2 separate regions of the Anser cygnoides genome follow, and region 1 is linked to region 2. A link is a contact called in public Hi-C data. All regions are on one chromosome and are shown on one strand. The core of a region is the stretch at or near the end of the contact, and the rest is flanking DNA. Distances in the headings are between cores, read along the strand shown.

The links. Hi-C and Micro-C count contacts between places; a contact is called where the count stands out from the background.
Region 1: a Hi-C map of liver shows a contact between it and region 2, with 2.3 times the contacts expected there. The contact joins the promoter of CCDC152 here to the promoter of GHR in region 2. A contact is called at or near these places in 3 of 7 Hi-C or Micro-C datasets (granulosa cells and liver).

What each region holds. Positions count from the first base shown.
Region 1 is chrZ:69,133,804-69,136,503 of Taihu_goose_T2T_genome, forward strand. It overlaps CCDC152 (coiled-coil domain containing 152), which reads left to right and starts at 1,277. Exons shown (of 9, transcript XM_013181722.3): 1 at 1,277-1,380. It overlaps LOC106036356 (a long non-coding RNA gene), which reads right to left and starts at 1,225. Exons shown (of 3, transcript XR_001207250.3): 1 at 983-1,225.
Region 2 is chrZ:68,978,515-68,981,214 of Taihu_goose_T2T_genome, forward strand. GHR (growth hormone receptor) reads left to right here and starts at 1,304. Exons shown (of 10, transcript XM_066988782.1): 1 at 1,304-1,459.

The DNA.
Region 1 (2,700 bases), core at 27-2,526, 160 kb after region 2:
ATCTAGAGTTCCAAGTCTAGGCTATGACCATGAGGGCACAGCACTTTACCCTTTTATATCTACCTCAGCCGCAGATCTTCTATGCAAAATTTGATTTTCATCACTTTGGCCGTTTCTATATCCCAGTGGACAGCAACCCTCAGACACTATGATCATGTTGTTGCCTACAAATAGTGCTTGTGACCATGACTGGTAGGTTGTTATTTCTCTAGACATGCTCAGACATAAAGGATCCTGCACGCTCCCAGAGCTTCTGATCTACACAGACAAGCAGTTCTGGTCTTGAGGACAGCATCAACAGGCACTGAAGATGTAATGTCTTTCTTCTCTGATACAAATAAAACCATACCACCTGAGAATTATTTAGCATTTCTGAGAGCAAGTCCACTTATTCTGGTATGCAAATGTATATCGGTACTTAATTTTATAGCGTGATGCTGAAAAAATCGAAGTCAATTAAATAAATTAACAATTACTTCTGCCTAAGTCCAAGCTTCTAAAACAATTCACCTTCAAGAAGCTTAAATCATAAAATAATCTTCTCCTTGAAGATATTCCAAACTGAACTTGATAAGTCATGAGCAACTCCGTCTGGCTTTGAAGCTGGCCCTGCTTGGAGAAGCGGTTTGAACCAGACAAGATCTAGAAGTCCCTTCCAAACTAAATTATTCTGTGAAGACAAATAGTCACCCAGCACTACTAACCCTGAAACCTAGTTGTGATCATTTTAATGACAAGATAGTTAATGTTTTCCTATGACATTTTCAGTAAAGGTCTCTAGCTATTGAGCCTGTTCTACAATTACAACATTTACTGATATGAGCCCCCCTGCTGAAGAGTTCCCACTGCCTCAGCAGAGTTTGTTTCCATGGTAAGGCAGGATACAAAGCAGAATATACAGATGCTCCTAGAGGAATTATAGAGATGTTGGTGTGTCTCAGTCATCAACTGAACATTAGCCTGGAAAATAAACATTTTGTACCTAATAAGGTGAGAAGAAGCTGGAGGGGGAGTTGTTTAGTTTTCCTGTGTAACTACAGGGCTTGGTTGCCTCTTGATTTCACAGGGATGGTCTTCAGTAACCCGGTGGGTTTCTTTCATTCCTATGTGTCTACTTTCAAACAAACAAACAAACAAACAAAAAACACTTGTCAGAATAGAAAACATGCTAGGACAGGGTAATCCTAACTGGATTTGTTATCAATTTCCATCAGAGAAGCAAACAAATAAATAAATAAATAAAAGAGTAACTTGCTCCGTCTCATTTGTAAGCAGATTCTTCAGTTTCCCAGCCTACCCAAAGCAGCAGTTCCATCCCTACGAGCACTGCAGCAGCACCTACACACCACGCCCCCAAATAGCAGCCTTCCTACAGAGCAGGTAATGTCCTGACTGCTGTAATGAGCTCCAGCCCGACCTCCACAGGCCCTGTGTCATGGTTCTCCACTAACATGGCTATCATGGAAACCTTACCCAGAAGCCCTTTGTGGTCATTTACCTCAGTGAAAGGAGTGATCCACACGGACAGTATCACTGCTTGGTAACCATAGCTACAGGCACAGTATAAATACTTAGAAACTGGAGATAATGGGAATCAATCGATCTCTCTGTCACTCACAGACCTGCTCCCATACGAAGTCTATTCACCTCTGTTCAAAGGAATATTCAGACATGAAATCCCCCCTCACCTAACATTAATGTTGATGTCAGGAGCCATTTGATGAGATAACTCATGCACTGCACAGGCAGCGAAATCAGGGCCTTGACAGGTGCTCTGCTGAGGTGTTCAAGTTCTGTTTATTTTGTGGGGGAAGCAGAGGGGCAGAGTCACTGCCCTTGGGGTGCTGTCATGGCAAAGGCACCCCCTTGCCCCACTCCCCCGGGCACATCAAGGCCGAGGGGGGTGGAAGCAACCCTGCTCCCAGAGCCGGCCTCCTGCCCCAGGGCCACAGGCCGCCATGCTCCTCACCTCAGCCCACTGAGGGAAAAGCTGCAGGCAGCCGTGAGGGGACGTGGGGCAAGGCAAGGCAGCGGGGGCTGGGGGAGAAGCTACCAGTGTCCTCTCTTGGTTATGACTTGAGTCCCCCCAAAGGACCTCACTCAGACTCGGGGCACAGGCTGCCAACCGGCTGTGGGGCTTCTGGGGGGACAGGCAGGGCCGGTGAGGCGCAGGGGCCCTTACCTCCACCTCGTGGTAAGGGCTCTGTGAAATCATTTGGGGCAGTGGGATTTGCTTCTGGGGGCTACCCGGGTGCCAGTCACTTTGGTCCGCCTACAGTGTTGTACGTGCCCAGAGGGTCCCCAAGGAGTGAGTAATAAAGCACGGGAATGTCGGGTGCCTACCCTAAAGAAGGGTGGGTAGAGGTCAGGAAAACGGTGAGGCGATCTACTGGGTAACTATCACATTCAGCTGAGGTGTGCTGTGAAAAAATCAGAGTTTCTCAGGGTTTTCCAGTTATAAATAGAGGTTTCACTGTTACACAAAACAAAAATGAAACCTCCGAAACCATCAGAAGCAATACTTAAAAAACAACGGTGAGAGATGAGGGGGTGGAGATTAAATATAGGTGTCGGTTTTATGACTGCTGAAAATACATGTTAATTCTTTAGTTCTCCACCTAGTAAAATAAAAATAGGGAATTCACCAAAGTGTCCTCGGAGGACATAACATATGTGACAATAATTACACAAAAAGTGATG
Region 2 (2,700 bases), core at 54-2,553:
TGGTCTGGTACTTACATGAGTGAACAGAGAGACAGCCTGAAGGGAGAGCTTGCCTGAGGACTGATCACTTATCATAGAATCATAAAGGTTGGAAAAGACCTCCAAGATCACCTGGTCCAACCATCCCCCTACCACCAAGGTCACCCACTAAACCATGTCCCTAGGTACCATGTCCAACCTTTCCTTAAGCACCCTCAGAGACCCCACCACTTCCCTGTGCAACCCGTTCCAATGCCTGACTGCTCTTTCTGAGAAGAAATGTCTCCTAATTTCCAACCTGAACCTCCTCTGGTGCAACTTGAGGCCATTCCCTCTAGTCCTATCACTAGTTATCTGCGAGAAGAGGCCGACCCCCAGCTCCCCACAGCTTCCTTTCAGGCAGTTGTAGAGAGCAACAAGGTCTCCCCTGAGCCTCCTCTTCTCCAGACTAAACAACCCCAGTTCCCTCAGCTGCTCCTCACAGGACTTGTGTTCCAGGCCTTTCACCAGCTTCGTAGCCCTTCTCTGGACACCCTCCAGGGCCTTGATGTCCTTCTTGTACTGAGGGACCCAAAATTGAACACAGCACTCGAGGTGCGGCCTCACCAGAGCAGAGTACAGGGGGACGATCACCTCCCTGGTCCTGCTGGCTGCACTATTCCTGATCCAAGCCAGGATGCTGTTGGCCTTTTTGGCCACCTGGGCACACTTCTTATTTGCAGGTCAGATTTTGAGACACACCAGCTCCCCAAAGCCAAGCAGTATCAGACACATGAGCACCAGTGCAAGAACAAGGGCAGTGCTGATTTGGGCAGCGTGGGCTGCCACGAACAGCACCACACCTGGCCCCTGTAACCCAACAACTTCCATGTGGAGACGCAAGCGTTCGTGGCCATCGCACCACAGCAGGGAACAAGGGCGAGCTACGATGTCCCTACAGCTCCCGTCCTGTGTCACGATGGGTGGAGGAAGGCACTGAGGCACCCCTCAGGGAGCACTGAGGGGTGCCTGAGGGGTTTGCCGCCTTCCCCAGCCCAAACCCGGGAGGCGGCCGGGTTCAGGTCGCGGGGCACCCTGAGGTGGCTGCGGTGGCTGTGGTGGCACCGGCGGCAGCAGTGGTGGTGGCGGTGGTGCCAGCGGTCCGGGCTCCCCTTCCACCCTCCCGCCGTGCCCTCCGTCAGGACGCGCTGCAGTGTGCCGCCTCCTCCCCTAGACGGAGCCGCACGGCCCCGCTCCTCGCCTCGCCTCGCCTCCCCTCACCGCCCCGGCGGCCATCGCCGCTGCCGGGGCCCCGCCGCCGGCCCCTCCCCGTGGCCATGCCCCCCTCGCCCGCCGCCGGCCCCGCTCCCTCGCCTCGTCCCCCCCGCGGCTGACGGCCGGCGGGCTGCCGCGGCCATGGCAGGGGGAAGACGAGGAGGAGGAGGAGGAGGAGGAGGAAGAGGAAGAAGCCGCTGAGGGCAGGCGCAGGGGGGGCAGCAAAGTGAGTCCCGGCCCGGCGGCGGTGAGGGGCGGCTCCGCTTTGCCCGCCCGCCCTCCGGGGAGGGGGGGGGGGGGGGAAGGACGAGGGCGGCGGCGCTCGGCGCGGCTGCGAGCGGCTCCGCTCCCTCCCCGCGAGTCGGCACCGGCCCGGCCGAGGCAGCGCCGTGCCCGCCGGCGCCGCCGTGCCCCGGTGGGGCCGATGGCGCCCGAGGCGGGGCGGGCGGCGGCGGCGGCGGCGGAGGGGCGAGTCGGGGGAAGTTTGTGAGCGGCCGGTGAGTAGCGGCCGGGCGGCGAGCGGGCAGGGGGCTGCCCCGGGGGGCTCCCCCGCCGCGGGGACGGAGCGGCGGGCAGCGCCTTTTTTCCTCCCCCCAAAAAAGACCGGCAGCGACCAAAGCCCAACTTTTTCCGCTCGGTTATGCATCTCGGTGTGTGTGGTCCTCGGGGAGAAAACCCGGGGGGGGGGGGGTGTTGATAAAAACAGGCGTAAACACGCGGCGCAGAAGGTGTTGGGGGAGAGTAGCCGATGTTGTCGGGTACAGCAGGAGCAAAGGTGAAGCAGCTCAAAAAACTGCCCCCCGAATCGCATCCCGTGCTATAAATCCTGTGAACCTTTAAGCGAGCGTTTGGGTAGGAAAAACTGAAATCGCTCCCCGGATAGATAGGTGCTTAAATGCAGAGGGCTCCCGGTGGTGGCACAGGCTGGGCTGCTCGCGCCAGTGCTGGAAGTGCAGTTGGGAAGGGATCAGTGTAAAGAGGTCTGGTAAGTTTTATTCCTTATGTATTTGAGAGCTGCTGTTTGCAATGCCGAGATTACAGAGGGCTGCAAGTGAGATGTCTTGTGGTTCCGAGCAATAAAAATGAGTATTGCTGAAAAGTTTCTCGGGCAGCTTGAAATGTTTAAGTAGGAATGCAGTGTCCTTCATCTCCACCGCATCTCAGTCTGGCAGCACTGGAGTTGCTGCTCGCTGTGTTAATTCAGGACGTTAGCGTGTTTTAATAATTATAAGGGATTTACAAACGAGGTGGTTTGCATGGCTTCTCCGAGGAGTCGTTTTGAAAATTGCCAGTAAGTGGTAGTGGTACTTTTATTAAATTCACGAAGACAACTGCTGAAACTTGCTCTAACGTACACAGAAGTCCCAGATACCTCACGGTTGGATATTCTGGAGCCAAATTCTCGCCGTATGGTCCAGCTTTGTTTCCGTTCCTGCGAGCCGTCTCGCTGTCTCCCGGTGCCGGTAT